Regions from separate parts of the Gossypium hirsutum genome. Here region 1 is linked to region 2. A link is a contact called in public Hi-C data. All regions are on one chromosome and are shown on one strand. The core of a region is the stretch at or near the end of the contact, and the rest is flanking DNA. Distances in the headings are between cores, read along the strand shown.

Region 1 (5,554 bases), core at 2,424-4,923, 200 kb before region 2:
TGCCATTACCTCTATTACTATATCTATTTTGTGAATATTAGCATACAAGGCAAGGTCAATTGAGATGTTGATACTTAGTTGTTTATGTCTTTGTGGTGTGCGCTAACTTGTTGTACTTATAACGACCGTGTATCAACATTTGAATGTGATTGAATGGCTTCTGATAACAAAAATGGAATTTGGAATAATTGATACCGGAACATTGAAGTATATTAATGTATAAAACTAATGGTATATTGTATTGCAGATGCTGTTGGATACTCAAGCTGTAAAGACAATTCTTTTGGAAATTCCTTCACTTGGTCGACAGGTGAGTTATGCATTCAAATGAATACTCATGATTTCCTGTTCGTCTACTGGTTGTTGCATGTGAATATTCTAGTTATCCAGGTTTAAGGTCTTTTTATTTCCCTTATTTAGCAGTTGAGTGTCACATTTGATGCTGCAGTTAGCTCTTACTGACATAACTCATGGTTTTGCATCTCTGTTTTCGGCAAGGCTGCATCACCTTTTAGTTGTGGAGTGTGCATATTCATGAAATCACGCTTCTCACAGCTCTTATTGAATTCATTTGCTATTTTGAAATTTCAATAATTAATCCACTCTCACTGCGGAAAAAAAGTTGATGTTGGAAAGATGCGTGACATTGTATATTTTATTATTTAAAAGGACACTACTGTATTATGGACCCATTGAAGCGGGCCCTCTGGTCTCTGGTACACAAATTGTAAAGATGTGGTTTATGCTTGAAAACTTATCGTTCAATTGGTTTACACCCCTTCATTTCGGTACTGTATTTGTTTTGCAATTTCAATAATGAAGTTACCTCTGGTATATACGTAAGCATTTGTTTCCATTTGCATTTTCATGATCATCCTTTCTCCTTTTTTGCAAGACAAGGAGAAATTGAGGGTGCAAAAAGGAAAGAACTGATAAATTTTTAACTTCTATTGGCAGACATCTGGTGCTGCTGGCTATTCAAAATTTGTAAGTAGAGAGATGAGCAAAGCTGAAGCACTTTTGAAGGTTTGTGACAAAAAGTCTGGTCAGCTCTTATTCTATCAGGTTATGGCCATCTATCATAATACACCTTTGCTCCTTATCATTACCCAGGTTATACTATCTCCTGTTGATTCGGTTGCGGATACATATCGGGCATTGCTACCAGAGGGAACACCAATGGAGTTTCAGCGAATTCTAGAGCTTAAGGTGAAGTTGACTTTGATTTCAGTTTTAGCTGAATGTCAGCTTGAAGTTCAGTATATCATTAAAATGATTCAATAACTTTTCTAGAGTAAAAACTTAAAAATTTCATGAGCAGGGCCTCAAGAAATCGGACCAACAAAGTATCTTAGATGACTTCAACAAAGGTTCGCCAGCAATCTCACGACCTTCTAGTGCAGCACCAGTTGGGCAATCGATGGCACCAGCCCCACCTGCCAGTACAGTTCCAGCCATTTCAAATCCCGCTTCAGCTGGATTTATTGCTTCTCGGGAAGATGTGCTAACAAGAGCGGCTGCTCTTGGACGTGGTGCTGCGACAACAGGGTTCAAGAGGTTCCTTGCTTTAACCGAAGCTGCCAAGGACCGTAAAGATGGACCTTTCAGAAAGCTCTTCAATGCATGAGTATTGCAAATATTCCTGTGTTATATTCTCTTCTCTTTTTGGTATGTTTCTTTTATAACCTTTTTTCTTCCCCCTCCCCCCCTCTTTTTTTCTTTCATACAATTTTGCATTAGAAAACAAAATGTATTATGATGTCAAAGGTGGAGCAGGAGCAGCATTTATTCTTTTTTTAGTTATGAGCTTTAGTAACAGTAAAAAGAATTCCTAACTCCCAAGATTTTCAACATTGGACAGCGATTTGAAAGGGTTAACAATATTCTCTATGACGCGGCCGATGCTAAAACGCCGTACGCTATCTATGAGACACGGAATAGTTGTTGATTCTAGTGTTGACTGTTGAGTAGGTGTGTTAACATTAAAGTTGTCAAAAGCTCAAGTTCTATTTTAAATTAAAGACTCAAAAATAAAGATTTGAATTTCTACTTTGAGTTCGGTTGAATTTTATTTTTAAATTATTATTTTAAATCAAAATAAGGCTCAAATTGTTCAAATTCAATTCTTCTTTTATATTTAGTAATTAGTAAAAATAAATTTGATTTTGATGTTTTATTTAAAACATACCCAATTTTGAATTTAAATTGAGACTTTTTTTCTTTTTTATTTTGTATTCAAAACTTACTTTTTACTTGTAATCCCTCTCAGAAAAATGTGTTTAAGCACATTTGAATTCAGGTGTTCTTAATTCTAGCAATGATGTACACCTTAATTCTTGTAATAGCAATGATGTCAATTGTGGTAAAGTTCAACTGATAATTTAATTGAGATTTTTTTTATATTAATTAAAACAAAAAAAATAAATAGAATAAGTCCTCAAAGTACTGAGTCAAGTACGAAATCTTCCCCTTCTATTCAAAAAGAAAGAAAAGAGCAATGTCAATTAAATAATTATTTAGATAAATAAGGTAAAATTTGATAATTATGTAGAAAAAAAAGGAGGAACAAGTAGAGGCTAAAGGAATATAGATATCAAATTTTTATTTTAGCTTTTTTAGTTGTATTTTAATTAATTATAATTTGATTCTCGGCGTTTATAATGTTTTCAAATCAATATTTTAACTATAGTAGCCAATGGTGTTAACTATTTTGATTTATTAATGATATTATAAAGTAGAAATCAAATTATGTGAAGTTAAATTACATGGACTGAATATCAAATATAAGAGGTAAAATCAAGGTTTTCAAATTAATTGATTTCGTAGAATGAAATGTGAGAATTGGATTTATATTTTTAAAATATAAAGTATAACGTGTTTCAGGTGTACATTAAATCCGATATAATAAGATGACTTTCTACTTTTCTAAATATTAAAAGTAGTAGCTTATAAAGTTTGATTTTATAAAGGGAATTGTCCCATACTACTATAATAGGATTTTTGGTTGAATTTCCTAGACGCCTATTTGCAAACAAGGAACCAAGGTCCTACTGCCAAATGGTGGGCATCGGAACCAGGCTCTAAATATGGCGCTGCCTCTTCCAAACTTGAAGGGGCATTGTCAGCTTGGCCAATTGCGACCTGCCATCAACCTAACCTTATTAGTAGATCGTTGGATTGTTGGCCCAGGAAAAGAGATTTACTTTTCTTGCCGCAAGCAAGACCCTGGTTAGGGACATGAACCTGCACATGATTGGATTAGGTAATTGTGGGTGTGTGTTTTTGGCTGGTGGAGAATCAAGTATGCTTCATCCCTTCATATTTTGCATGAAAAATATATGGTCATCAATATGTGTTGACGGTAGTGGTTTATTTTCATTAATCCAACGCTTCATATCATTTTGCTGTTTTATGATTTTCATGACAAAGATTCCCCATACCATGCTAGGGTCAATGAAACCACGAGGAACAAACTGTTTGAACAATCAAGCGTGGCCGCCCCACCCCAAGAAAGAAAATCAGAATTAAATTATAAAATTTTTAAAAAAAGTCAAAAATCAATAGTATTTTACTAATTTATAATTTTTCAAAACACATTTTATAAAATTTATCATAACTGTTCTATAGTGGTTGTTTCAAGGATTTCCAAGCATTCAAGAATGAAGATACATAATGGTTACCATCCAAGCATCCAAGAAGAAAGTGGAAGAAAGCCAATATTGTGAGAAACCCGCAACTCCCAACTCTTGTTTATGTAAAGAGAGGAGGCGCATGGGCATAATAAGAGAAATCCCAGTAGCAGAAGCAGCAGCCCACAAAGTTTTGGTTGAAGAATTGGACGATGCCATTGACTCCATCACGGGTCGCCCACTCACCGGCTCATGGGTGTGGGACTCCGCCCTTGTTTTGTCCCGCTGGGTGTCCACCCACCTCAATTTTCAAGGCAAGTCTGTCCTTGAACTCGGAGCTGGTGCTGGTCTCCCTGGCTTGACCGCAGCTCTGCTTGGTGCCACCCGAGTTGTACTCACTGATGTCCAACAGCTCCTCCCAGGCCTCTTAAAGAACGTTGAAGTTAACGGCTTTACAGACAAAGTGGAAGTGAAACAACTGGTTTGGGGATCGGACGACAGTGGAATAACGGAGTCAAGCACGTTTGACATAGTTTTGATGAGCGACGTGTTCTTTGATTCAGAAGATATGATTGGATTGGGTAAGACGCTCAAAAGAGTCTGTGGAGAAGCTACGCAAGTTTGGGCCGCCACAGAAATGAGGCCATGGACTGGTGAATGCCTGGATCAGTTGATGGCTCAAGGCTTCCAAGTGGTTGAGCAAGAAACGAGTCAACTCAGTGTTCATGCAGCAGTACAAGATTCTAATACCTTCTTTGCCATCTTTCAAATCAAGCCAACACTTGCAGAGAATTCCCAGCCTTGACCAGCACCTCTTTTAAATGCATGGTCAGATTCTGCTGCTATTAGTAGTGTCTATAGTTCTTGTGGTTTCTACTACTAAAATTTTAACTTGGTTAGATCCTATTAATTCTGCACCATACATAAAAGTCGTAAAATAAAATTAATTCATGTTTTTCAATTATACATTAACCCATTTATTTCATATAATTTTCAAATTTAACAAACTTACAACATTATACATATAATAATATATTTACCACATCAAAATAACAAATTTTAATTAAAAACTTGAAATTAGACAAAAACAATAAAAGTGAACAATTTAAAGTAATTGAAGTAAAACTCACGCTACAAGCTATATTCTTCGATGAAACATTGAATGCTAAATCTCATCAAGACAAGAGACAACTATTATATCATTAACAATGATGCCAAGTCAAACAAACCCCAATTTCTCACATTTTATATGATAATGTCGACAAGCACTAGAAAAACACTTTCTAACATATCGCCATCATTTGCTAACAATAGTTTAAGAGTAATGTATAATTACATGTCAGGAAGAGCTGAAAGGATCAGGCGATTTTCCCCAGCATGCTGTACAAAAATTTTCACCTGTATCTGCTTTCTCTGTATCATCATCATCATCATCATCATATAATGAATGGGTTTATTTGTCCCAGTAATTCAAACAAACCCACCTGCCCTCATTTTATCATCAAACCCTTTCAACAAAACCTTATCATGTAAATGCTCTCTTTCTTTTTTTTTTCAAAAACAATGCAACACTTCCAAGTAGGTATTTGGGGTTATCCTTTCTTTCTCAGCACTGGATGCACCGCCCGTGTTCAAACAACTCCCCTTAATGATATAATCCTTACTCCAATTATATTTATTCCCCATCAACTGGAATCATCTTACAGGTTACGAACAGGAAGTTAACTGACCTGGCAAACATTTTGCACTTGAGAGAAGGATATATTTGGGCATACAAGGACAGCACAAACCAAGTTGCTGATTGCAAAGACCATAACCCATCAAAGCCAAATACATCTTTATTATTAACCATTATAGCGAAGATTCTGGTTTTGGGAACCCTGGCCCTGCTGTGGTTGCTGCTGTTGAGGAGACTGCAAGTTTAG
Region 2 (5,572 bases), core at 1,974-4,473:
TGAGAAATAAAGTTAGGAAATTACTTTATTTTGTCCACATGGGTAGACACACAAGCGTGTATCTTGACCGTGTGTAACACATGGCTTGGCACATGGGCATGTGGTTTGGCCATGTGTCCCCTGTATTTTAAAATTTGAGAAATAGATTGATCAGAATTGGGCACACGGGTAGAGACATGGGCGTGTGTCTCAGCCATGTGTGCTACACGGCCCAGAACATGGGCGTGTGTTTTGGCCGTGTGAAACCTGCAATAAATCGTAAAAAAAATTGAATTTACGATATGGCCTAGCACACAGGCATGTGGCAAACTGTGTGACACAAGTCAAAAAGTTATACGGGGTCGGACACGGCCTACAGCATGGGCATGTCCTATGGTCACACGGGCGTGTCCCTTGACCACACAGGCTTGTGTGCCCTACACCTAGGAAAAATTTTAAAATTTCATGAAAATTTTTTTGAGTTCCCGATTTAGTCCCGATTCGATTCTAATGTTTATATTGGGCTTCGAGGGTCCATTCAAGGGACAATATGACTAGTTTTATAAATGAGTAATAATTAATATGAATTATCTTAAATTGTTTTGTAAAGTCCGGTAATACTTTGTAACCCTATTCCGGTGATGGATATGGGTTAGGGGTGTTACAGTAAATGTGTACATGTTATGTATATGTTAAATGTTAGTGACAGTGTTTCGCTAAAGATGCAAATATGTAGTGAGTGTGCACGGATAATCGATATGTGTTTGATTTAAGATATTTTGGCCTTGTGATCTTGAAACCGTTGGATATAGTTAGCATGCAATAGGATTGTGAGTACTTACCTATATGTACAGTGATTTTTGGCATTGAGGCCCTAGGACATATTGGAGGGATAAGGGACTGTGAGTTAAGCTCCATTCAACGGGACATGTGAGGGGAAATAAAAAGAGTACTAGCTTTATGCTTCACTTTTGGGACATGTTTGACTCTATGAGTCTATGTTTGGTGTCTTGGAGATCCGTGTATTCTATGTGTGATGATAGAGCTCGCTTTTATGTTTCATAACTTAAGTGCCAAATTATTTTAAATTATGAATATTTGTGTATTGTGATAAGTGTTTATATGACATGTGACCATTATGAAATTTGTCTATAAAGATGTTTTTGAGTATGGTGATAAACGTTTGAATGTTATGTAATTATATGAGTATTGTGATATATGCTTGAATGTTATGTGATTATATGTGTAATTTGATATATGCTTAAAATTGAATGTGATTACTATCTAAATGAACTAGTAAATAATGCATGAGTGAGTATAATATGACACTAGAGTTGGAATTGTTGTGGTTGTGCTTTATGGTTGTTTTGTTAATAATTTATGAATTGTTATCATGGTAGTTGTTCTAGGCACTCACTGAGCTTGTTAAGCTCACCCACTCCTTTTAAACCCTTGTAGAGTGGTTAAGTGTTGATGTGAGCAGTGTGGTTCTGAGAGATGATCCAAGCAAGTTCATTTCCGTGATTTCGTAGGTGTTATTTTTATTTGTTTATGTTTAGGGAATAAGGCAACGTGATAGACTTTTACTAATATTGGCTATGATATTTTGGATGCTTCCAGAGACTATTTATTCTTAAGTTTATGATATTCCTTTCGTATTACGTTGATTATAGCTCGGATTTACTTTTAATTGTTGAGACTAGTATTACGGTCGTTGATTCTAATTTAATAGTCTCTATTGGAATTCTCTACCTATTAGCTAAGTCACTCAAAATTTACAAAGGTGTAGAACCTTAATCTACCACCATGCTTTTGTTGCCTAATCTGGCTTGAATGAAACCCTCAACAAGCACTCCTATCAAAATTTCCAACTTACTAGCTAATGCACTCAGAACATGCGAATACATCCGCACTCACATTAACATGTCTAGGAGGCATATCTAATAATCTAGCATACAAACGAACGAACAAATAAATGGTGTGAGTGGCAAGGAGATGATCCAAGTCTCATTCCTACAAGCAAACCTCAAGGCTAACGGCAATGTGTTATCAATCCTACTCCGCATACAATTCAATCAATGGCATTTTCCACAATCTCATGCAACTCTAATAGTGATATTTCAAACAATTCAAGTATCCAAAAAAATTTAAACACATGGGTTTTGAAACCCCAAACACACAACAACCACCTAGGTTCGAGAGTTAATAAACCTAAAACTTTGATACCACCAAATGTAACACTCTATACCTAGCTCTCTCGCCAAGCCAGAATATCGGGATGTCATACCACCATCTCATGTCATACACAACAAATAAAAGGCTCATTCTAGAAGAAATGTCTTTCATATTAACATTCGTATAGGTTTCAAGTCAATCATACTCTTTAATTATTTGTTAAACTATGTTTCTTTATTAACATTCTAGAAATGTCCTTCACAGAAAAGGTTGCTTCTTGTTTGTTTTATTGCAGTTTTATGTTTTTTTTATTATAGTTTAACAGTTTGTTGATGATGATCTTCTTTGAAGCCATCGTAATTTTGAACTTTGACTTTTAGAGAGGAGATGAAAAGAAGAAATTGTTCCACCATGCTAGAAATTTGTCCACACAAATTTTGAATCGAATATTGATTTGAAAATTTTGGTGTAAAATTTTATTTATCCAATTTATTAATAAATTGCAATTACTTTTCCTAAAAAGACCTTGAGAAAAAAATCTCATCCCACCATACATGCTAATAATGAAGCATTATTTCAACGCAGAAAATGATGGAAGGCCACAAATCAAGTTGAATTTAGGGACAAGTTTAAGTCCAAGTCGCAATCATCTTGTCTGTACCTAAACAGAAAGAACACAATACTTCTTGTCTTGGTCTCCACTTTTTAAATCTCAACTATTAAATCGTAGAAACGCATCCGTACACATTTTCACATGCCTCTATTTTGCCTCTCTTCCCTTTCCTCTACTGGCCTTTGCTATTTAGTCCTATTCTTCTTCTTCTTTGCAGGGCTGTTAAAGTCACCATTCAATAATTAAAACATCCTCCTCCTTAAAAAAAATAAAAAATAAATGAAAACTTCAATTATTTAATAAAAAAAGTTGAAAGAAAAACAGATGGGACGTATCAGTTGAAACCCAAATCTATTTACCTTCACATATAGTGCGATGATCATACTTATGTGGTCCCTTTTATTACAGTTCATGATGTATATAATCTTATTCTTCATGCATAATTATAATATGGTTTACTTTTATATTGATAGATAAAGTTTAACGTATTATTGTATAATTTGCATGAAATCTATTTATAAAAGATACAAATTGCATTAAAAAACCGTCCAACCAATTGGGTCTCAGCTGTTGTTGAATAAATATTTGTTTAATTTACCGATTTGACTTAACCTAGTTTATTTTAAGTGTCCAGTGTCAACCTCCCAATTTGTTTAGTGGAATGCTTCATGGTTCAAGTTATATATATGTATATATATTTATGGTGGGGTCTAACCAAATCTTGGTTGCTGATGGTGTAGAGAATCAAAATTTTCTTCCTCATTTATGAGTTGATTGTCTTAGTCAGTGTTTTGGTTTGGCTTTTATAACATGTCATCAAGTTTCTAAGTTTGCTCTCAACATTTGTGGTTGTAATTATTTTTCTTGTTATTTTAAGGGTTACTTGATGACCTGGGTTCTTAGTATGTTTATAGGTAAGGAGCCAGCAGTTTTTCATCAATAATTGTATATTATCTTTTAGGTTTAGCTTGTTTGGTTCAATTCTGCTGGGTTTTCATACGAGTTAAAAATTTTCCTCTTTTAATGTCAATGGATTCCTTGACATTTGATTGCTTGAATACAAAGCATGTTGCATTATAATTTGGTTTAAGACACTATAGTTTTCTTGTATTGAAAGCGACATTTTGATTTTTACGGGCCTGTTCTGGGGGATTACAACTTACAACTTATAATATTATGATTTGCTTAGTTTGGCATTTTAGATCAGGCAATTGGGGTGTGGGAGGAGAATCACTCAGAATACCTTTTTTTCTTTTCTTTTTAAAAGTTATTTTGCAATTTGAGGTTATGGATGTCTGTTAAAAATGGTCATAGTTTTGCTGTCCTTTTCTGAATGGTCCTAGCATGAATTTTCCTTGTGCTTGGCATCAAATAAGCCAAATTAAGGCCTCTGTAATGGGTTTTGAGATTTCTATATATTAATCTCCTAGAACAGTGACAATCATACTCCTGCTCTTGTCTCTCCGTATTCAAGGTCAAGGACCTGTTTTTCCTTTTTTTTTGGAAACTTACTATATAAGTTTTTTGTACGCTGTCTATTCCTCGAATTCTGACTATGAAAACTAGGAGGGGAAAGCGTTCTGAGGTATTGTTTTGATGCTTGTTAAGTTTTTTTTTTTTTTGCTTGTACCCAAAATTGCAATTTAGATGAAAGCGATGGTTTAATGATTAACTTGGTCAATTGTGTTTGATTGCAGGCCTTTTGGCCATCCATTGTGATGAAGAAATGGTTGAATATAAAGCCCAAGGTGTATGATTTTAGTGAAGATGAAGTCGACACTGAAACTGAGAGTGAAGATGATGGTATTACCATCTTATGTTTACCAACCTATCCTTCCTCGTTCTTTCTGTTGTTTGATGATGTTTATTTTTTCTGCAATATCCATCCAGCTTATTCTCTTAAAGATTCAAGATTGCATGGTAGTGAGGATGACAACCATAGGACATTGGAGAACCATTCTGAGTGCAGAAACCAAATTCCAGGCACTATTTGATTTCTTCGTCTGTGCTTTGCCTGATTTACTAGGATTGTTCATAAATATCTGCTCTACTTAGTCATGAATTGCAGTTATTATCTAAACTATTTGTCAGCTCTAAAGGTTTTTGTGTATGGTGTTGATGTTTCATCATTCAGATGCACCTTCCAAGGGTTATCGATTAGGACACAGGAGGGGAAAGTCGGAAACTCTGCGTGCACAGTACATAAACACCAAGGATGTGAGGTTTGACTGCAAGATGCTTAAACTTAAAGTGTAAGCTTTAAGGTGTTACTGTTTTAATTCTTATTGAAACATGTATTGGTTGCCTATAGGGTGACAATAAGCACTTGGAATGTTGCTGGAAGACTTCCATGTGACGATCTTGAGATTGATGATTGGCTTTGTACGAAAGAGCCAGCTGATGTTTACATTATTGGGTAGGTATTTTCTTTCCCTGTTGGATTCTTTTCTCTAGATTTCTTCTCAAATCTTAGTAGTCGGTACTCGATTATAGGTATTGATGTTAGATGTTCCACTTTTTCCTTGAATAATCTAATACAAGATCTGGTTTGGACAGCTTCCAAGAAGTAGTCCCTTTGAATGCTGGAAATGTATTTGGAGCTGAGGATAGCAGGCCAATTCCAAAATGGGAGGCAATCATTAGAAGAACACTGAACAAATATTGGGAACCTGAAACCAAGCACAAATGCTATAGTGCTCCCCCTTCTCCCGTTTTAAGAACTTCTTCAGTTGCAGATGCATTAGCAGATAAAATTGATGCTCTGCCATCAGAAGTGATGATTAATGAGCATTTGGAGACTGCTAT

Evidence for each region. Hi-C and Micro-C count contacts between places; a contact is called where the count stands out from the background.
Region 1: a contact with region 2 is called in a Hi-C map of leaf, with 2.6 times the contacts expected there. The contact joins the promoter of LOC107919920 here to the promoter of LOC107920162 in region 2. A contact is called at or near these places in 2 of 34 Hi-C or Micro-C datasets (both in leaf).

Annotation. Positions count from the first base shown.
Region 1 is chrA08:112,953,801-112,959,354 of Gossypium_hirsutum_v2.1, reverse strand. LOC107919920 (protein N-lysine methyltransferase METTL21A) reads left to right here and starts at 3,673. Exons shown (of 1, transcript XM_016849362.2): 1 at 3,673-4,590. The coding sequence starts at 3,673. The coding sequence ends at 4,434. LOC107919919 (regulator of nonsense transcripts 1 homolog) reads right to left here. Exons shown (of 29, transcript XM_016849361.2): 29 at 4,805-5,554. The coding sequence ends at 5,474. It overlaps LOC107920334 (vacuolar protein sorting-associated protein 53 A), which reads left to right. Exons shown (of 25, transcript XM_016849994.2): 22 at 248-310; 23 at 958-1,026; 24 at 1,114-1,209; 25 at 1,322-1,953. The coding sequence ends at 1,627.
Region 2 is chrA08:112,756,020-112,761,591 of Gossypium_hirsutum_v2.1, reverse strand. It overlaps LOC107920162 (type I inositol polyphosphate 5-phosphatase 2), which reads left to right and starts at 3,223. Exons shown (of 11, transcript XM_016849707.2): 1 at 3,223-4,352; 2 at 4,465-4,570; 3 at 4,658-4,750; 4 at 4,902-4,989; 5 at 5,079-5,183; 6 at 5,324-5,572. The coding sequence starts at 4,323.